Linked DNA regions of Mus musculus: region 1 is linked to region 2. A link is a contact called in public ChIA-PET data. All regions are on one chromosome and are shown on one strand. The core of a region is the stretch at or near the end of the contact, and the rest is flanking DNA. Distances in the headings are between cores, read along the strand shown.

Region 1 (3,166 bases), core at 362-2,861, 490 kb after region 2:
ATACAGTCACACACAGTCACACAGTCACACACACACACACACACACAGTCACACACAGTCACACAGTCACACAGTCACACACACACAGTCACACACAGTCACACACACACACACACACACAGAGTCACACACAGTCACACAGTCACACACACAGTCACACACAGTCACACAGTCACACACACACACACACACACACACACAGAGTCACACACAGTCACACAGTCACACACAGTCACACAGTCACACACACACACAGTCACACACAGTCACACAGTCACACACACACACACACACACACACACACACACACACACAAGCACACACAGAGAAAAAGAGAGAGAGAGAAAGAGAGAGAGAGAGAGAGAGAGAGAGAAGCTCGACAGGAATTCCATGTTGTATGTGACCCTGGGAAGAAAGGGAAATTATTTCTCATCCTTGGGGATTCTCATATCCCTGCTTCCTGCCTCTTCTCTCTTCTGTCTCTGCTTTCTTTGGGGAATGAAGGTCTGTAGTTTGTAAAGCTACGGTGAATATGGTGAAACTCCTCCAGTTTCGCTTGTTTTCACTGCTTTATAATTTCAAATTGTGTTTACTGTGCTGGGAATCAAACCTAAGGCCTTGCTCATGCTGGGTGAATCTCTATCACGGAGTGGCTCCCATCCCATCCCACCCCATTCCATCCCTTCATTTGCTTTTCTTCCAGTTGGAGGTCTAATCACTGAGCACTGTTAGCTTTGCTGCAGTTAACACCTCTGCCTTGTTGGTCAAGATGATAAATGTTGCTTAAGTTAAATTTCAGGAACTTGGAAGGAACTTGGCCAAATGGAAACCACAGGTCCTTCAAGTTCCCTAACAAGTGTCTAATGGGTGACCTTCTGACATCAGAGGGCCCAAACTACATGCTCAGAACATGTAATGGCATTTTCTATGGAGAGCCGAACAGCACGTATGTGCAGAGTGCTGGTCCTTTATTTTACTCTGGTCATCTTTCCCTGTACATCACGCCAGCCTACATCTTTATTCTATGGGGTCTCTTGCCTTGTTGCAGACCTGAGGCCAGCTCTACTGTCTCCGTAGCATTGGCTGCTGTTTGGAAGCTCATCGTTTCAGAGATCAGCATACTGTGCAAAACCAGTTCAATAATAATGGAGGAGGCAGAGCATCTTCCTGTGTTACAGATTTTTTTTTCTTATTATTCTTTCCTCTAGTAGCTGCAGGGTCCTAGAAGAAAATCTCTCTCTCTCTCTCTCTCTCTCTCTCTCTCTCTCTCTCTCTCTCTCTCTCTCTCTCTCTCTCTCACACACACACACACACACACACACACACGCACACGCACACACACACACACACACAAAATGGAATAGGGGAAATGATAACTTAGGACACTTAGATTTGTGGCTGTTCAGCTCTTGCAGCATTTTAATCAGGCAGCTCTCAGAGCAGCCTGTGAGGAGGAGGGATTCACCAGCGGGAGCCTGGTGTCTGATCAGGGACAGACCTCAAGGCTCTCACAATGCTGTCAACAAGAAGCTGCTTTCAGCTGTGTGTGTGGGACCTCCCTTACTTGTACCTACTTAAAGCAAGTCCCCAGCTGAACCCATGGGGGTTCTTGTGGTATGCGGGTTGTGGCACATGCCTCCAGTCCCAAACTCAGGAAGCTAAAGCAAGAGGACTTCTGTTTGAGGCCAGCTTTGGCTACATTTGATCTTGTCTTAGAAATCAAGGACTGGGGATGTTTCTCAGTGATAAGAATGTCTAGCAAGCCCCTGGGTTCAGTCCCCAGCATTGAGGGCTGTTGTAGCTACCAAAATAAAGGCTAAAAGCATGTGTGTATTTTTGTGTGTTCTTGTTGGAAGTCAAGACTTTGGCGGATTTGTTGGTTTGTTTAGACAGGGTTCTTGTTCTATAGTCCATGCTGGCCTACTATTTCCTACGTGTGCTCAGGGCAGCCTTCCAGGATAGGCAGTCCTTCTGCTCCAGCCTCCCAAGTGCTAGTTATGTGTGAGCTGCCATGCCTAGCTCTAAAAGTTTAGTGGTACATAGAGTCAAACTCTCATGTTCGGTCTCCTCTGGAACAGCTAGGTATTGGATTAAGTGTGTCAGGGAGACACAATTGAGTTGGTGTGGCATTTTTGACACAGTGCCCCCTGTTCTGGATGCCACAGGAAGTCAGCCACAGAGCAGGCAGATGAGACAGGAAGGTAGGCACTCCAGATCTTCCTGCAGGCCAGAGGCACTCACTCTGTAGAGGTCTGGAGTGTTATATCTAATGTCTCGTGGTGGAGTCCCTCTAGGAAGGCAGCTGTGTCACCCAAAGTGGGCATGCAACGGTCCCTCCCCTTGCCTCCATCAGGACAATTCCAGAACTCTCTCCATCCTCACAGAGCCTCCCACTACCACACACTAGAGATTTCTTCCTGCCATGTCCTTCTGTCTTCTTAGGCAGCTATTCCAAGAGCACTCATCAACAGACAGCTAAAATCTCTCTTAATCTGTTTCTAGGGAAACCTGACCTGAGAAGGAAGCATGGTAGAAGGGCCTTGTAGGTTAAAGGGGCAGTATAATTGTTGCCTGGCAGCGCGTTGCCTCTAGTTGATTTCTGTGTACTCGGATATGGAAGGGAAGGAGGCAGTTGCAGGAATCAGACCCGAGATGGCCGTGAATGTGTATACCAGGAGTCTTTTCATTCTTTGCCTATTCACACAACAGATATGAATCCCGTGGCTGCTGTGTGTAAGGCATGGTCCAAGGCACCTTACTACAAATGCAGACCCAGTGGGATGTGGCTTAATCTCTTTCCTCTGAGATGGATGTGAGGGGAAGTGAAATTATAACCATCACTAAACAGGACCACAGTGACTGTCACACAGTGGGTGCTGGGCTTGTAACTCTTTTCTCTTCCCTCTTCCGCTCCTATGGTAGCATAGCAGGGGACTCAATGAGGCATAGGCACCAACTCATCATCAGGATCACACCGAATGATTCCCTGGGGTTACTGCTGCTAGAGTGTTGGATCTAGAGCAAATTGCTGAAATTTCAAAAAATTTGCAATGGGGTTTAATCACAACCATTGTTAAAAGTTAACTCATGGCCTGGCGAGATGGCTCAGGGGGTAAGAGCACTGACTGCTCTTCTGAAGGTGCTGAGTTCAAATCCTAGCAACCAC
Region 2 (3,400 bases), core at 576-3,075:
CACATCCCCAAGACCGATCGACCAGGGCAACAGCTCAAAGCTGGACATCTCTCAGGGACAGCTTATAAAGGCTAAAAACACAAAAACACAAGGAGCTCATACACAGATGTTGGAAGTGCTGCCCAGGGGTCAACCCTGACTCAAGTCATTTTAGACATAACAGTTCATATTGACCTTTAATTTGATGGGGCCTTCAGGAAGCTTATAGTTGTGGAATTTCTTAAGATTAACAAAGCTTATAACATATGGAACAAAACTGGGTATGTGGTCAGCATGACCCCTACTCCGAGTCAAGTTATTTTTCTGTGCCAATGACGGACAGACATATTACGGCAACAATATGAAATAGTTGGCAGGCAAGGAACCAAATGGCTACAGCTATGCTGGGCGGGGAGGCTTCAACATATGTGTCCTTTCCTCATTGTATACTCTTGATATCCTTGTCCAAGTGGAGTTTGCTGTTCTTCTTAATGGGCCGGTATCTCTCCTTATGCCAGGACCACAGCTGACAACTCTGGGGTCTAAATTTTGAAGTCAATAAGTTTGATGCCTTCTGGTTTTGTTTTTTTGTTTGTTTGTTTGTTGGTTGGTTGGTTGGTTTTGTTTCCTTCAAGGTTTTTGTTTTGTTTTGTTTGAGGTTCCATATTAATTTTAGAGTTGTTTTTGTATCTTTTAAATCCAACATAGATTTTATTATATTAATGGAACGATTTATACTCATTAAGATTATTTTTCAGCGGTATTAAAAATCAGAGGGAGCTAAGTGAATCTGATTTGCGGACCTAGTGTGAGTCAGACTTTGGATGATACTCTCATGTTTCAGCTATAGAAGATCTCCAGTTGAGAGAAACTACACGTTTGGGAGGTAGGGCTCGAGCGATAACAAGCTGAAGTATAATCCGTACATTAGTATAATCTATTTTCAAGATATGAAGATTATTGGGTGTTTTTTTGTTTGTTTGATTGTTTGTTTGTTTTTTTAAATCCCAAATATTCAATTTACCAATGAAGACTCAAAAGCCAGATGCTAGGGTGAAAGCCTGCTAGCTCAGAGAGTCAGAGAAAGCACTAAGCTGACCTTCCTCCTCCACCAATGTCCCAGAGGGAAAAATGCCTTCTTTCTCCTTCTCCACACTGTCTTAAATGGCCTTCAACTCAAAGACCCTCCTTTCTTCCTCCTGTCCCCTTCCTGTTAAATGGTAGCTTGCTCAGCCTCTTGACCTATCTTTGACTATATTTAGCTCCTGCTTACGGAAAGCTCTTTGGGTTAAAGGTGTGTGCTAGGGATGAGCCCACATTAAAACAAAACCCCAGCTCACAACCTTGTGTTTCACAATGTGGTCAAATCCGGCAACAGAAGATGCCTTCAGAAAAGAAAAAGTAAAAGCAAGCACTGAGTGGCCACGCCCTGGTCCCTCTGTCTGTAGGTTGTGGCCACACCCTGGTCCCTCTGTCTGTAGGTTGCCCCCAGTTCTGGGAGCTTCACATAGGCCACCAAAAACTTTGTGTCACCATCAGACAGATGAAAACAAGCTCAAACTTACATTCTTAAAATCTTCACCCACAAACCTGTAGGCAGAGGTCAGAGGCCAGGGCAGAAGACTGTCATAACAACATTCCCTTGAGAAAAGGGGGAAAGCAGTTTCCATGAAAGGTGTTTGTAACTGGCAGCAGTTACTGCTTCCAAAACACAGCCATCTCTAAAACAGTTTAGCCTTTTCATAGAGTGAGCTATAATATCCATGCATTGTGTTATACACTAGAGCATGGTGCTATTTCTAGATAACAGACTGACTGTACGGTAACATTTCAGTAAACCACACAAACGCAAAACAAAACCCACATGGGTTCAAAGAGCTCTTTGATCATAAGCTTCCTTATCTATAAACGGTAGAGTATATGCTAAAAATTACTGTAGGTGTCAAACAGTGTAAGTAATGCAGACAGAATAGATGTAAATGACAGCTGTGGTTAAATTACCAATTCTATTTCATGTCTTCATCACCAAAACTAATGATAATATTTTTGTAAGAGGCATACATGGGATATGTTTTCATATCATTATTAAATTAGAATGAATGACTTCATATTAAAACATTAACTGACTTTAAAAGCCATGGCTAGAAAATTAGAGGACTAGATTAGAATCTAATTGCAGAACTGCATTTTAAAAGATGAGCCAGGAATGGGTCCCATTAAAGATTATGTGCATGACAGAGGAGCTGATTTCATCACAAGAAATGGTGAGAGTCAGAGTGGAATAAAACTGAGAAGAGAGAGGAATGGGAGCGGCTGATGTTACAAAGCAGAAAGAGGGGGAAATCAGGGCCTGCCAAGGAGGAAGCAGTTAGACCCTTATCAAGCATCGCTGAGTGAGATCATGTGTCAAAACTGAGACGGTTAGGACCAAGAAAGTGTGGCTAGCAAGAATGCATCTGAAGGGCACTGATGGGAGAGAGAAATGAAAGAGGTAAGGTTTGCCCAGATTCTCACCGTGAGCAAGAAGCCAAGCCCACACCACAAAGTTGCCTCTGTATCCAGCCAGCTGATGAATCCTTCTCTGAAGACATGGCGGGGGTGGGGGGGACACTCCTGGAAATGAGTCAGGACAATAATAAGTTGGGGCTTTAAAAATAACTAGACAAGCAGCAAAAAGTGAGACGGCACAGTCCCAGGCTGGAAGCAGCGGATCCGTCGCTGTCAGGGAGGCCGCACATTGCTCATCTTTGCGCAGGTTCCCTTGACTTCGGAGTGACATTATTTCCTCAGCTCACTTCAGGCTCCCTCTGAAATATTCCATGACTAACATCCAGTCCAGAGATTACAATGAAATGCCATCTCATATGCCTCACTCCTTGCATCAAAGGGAGGGGTACAGCAAGCTCCAGACCCAGCAGTGTGTGTCACTGAGCAGTGGTGACGTGCACTGGGATATGACATCACCTGCAGAATCTGCCTCTTCCCTGACAGAGGAGAAATAATATGCAAAGAGTTGTGCTTCTGCTGTCTTAAAATAGATCTAAAGGACAGGAGTTTACAGGAGCTTTTGAAAAGGACAAGAACAGAGAAAGATCTAGGTAACAATTAGCTATCTGTGGTATCTCCTTGTGCAGTGTCCCACCAATGCATTATACATATACATACACATATACATACATATGTGTGTGTGACAAATAAGACACCATCAATATCGATTGCCTCAGGCAATTGCATGGCTCAACGCAATACTGTGTAGTTAGTATATAGACAGCAGTCTGTGGGAAAAATCAAAAATTTCAGGCTGAGGGTAACCCTAGTTCCAGACATCGAGAAAGCCCTGCACCGGAACCTACATACTGAATATTTCCTACACTCAACCTCAGGAGCCAGAGAAACAATGACTATTGTCCTTTTGAGCCAC

The links. ChIA-PET counts read pairs in DNA pulled down with a chosen protein or histone mark.
Region 1: a contact with region 2 is called in an RNA polymerase II ChIA-PET map of memory CD8 T cells, with 10 read pairs. The contact joins two enhancer-like sites. A contact is called at or near these places in 2 of 115 datasets of contacts at active chromatin or transcription factors (embryonic stem cells and memory CD8 T cells).

What each region holds. Positions count from the first base shown.
Region 1 is chr13:95,941,235-95,944,400 of GRCm38.p6, forward strand. No RefSeq gene overlaps it. Among named protein-coding and RNA genes, the nearest start is that of Gm24032, 46 kb to the left of the region's middle. Within about 2 kb of position 1,612, at least 58 of the 459 cell types and tissues checked have an H3K27ac peak or open chromatin away from gene starts, as enhancers often do. A contact at or near this core is called in memory CD8 T cells, where this site is marked.
Region 2 is chr13:95,448,121-95,451,520 of GRCm38.p6, forward strand. No RefSeq gene overlaps it. Among named protein-coding and RNA genes, the nearest start is that of Crhbp, 5.0 kb to the left of the region's middle. Within about 2 kb of position 1,826, at least 45 of the 459 cell types and tissues checked have an H3K27ac peak or open chromatin away from gene starts, as enhancers often do. A contact at or near this core is called in memory CD8 T cells, where this site is marked.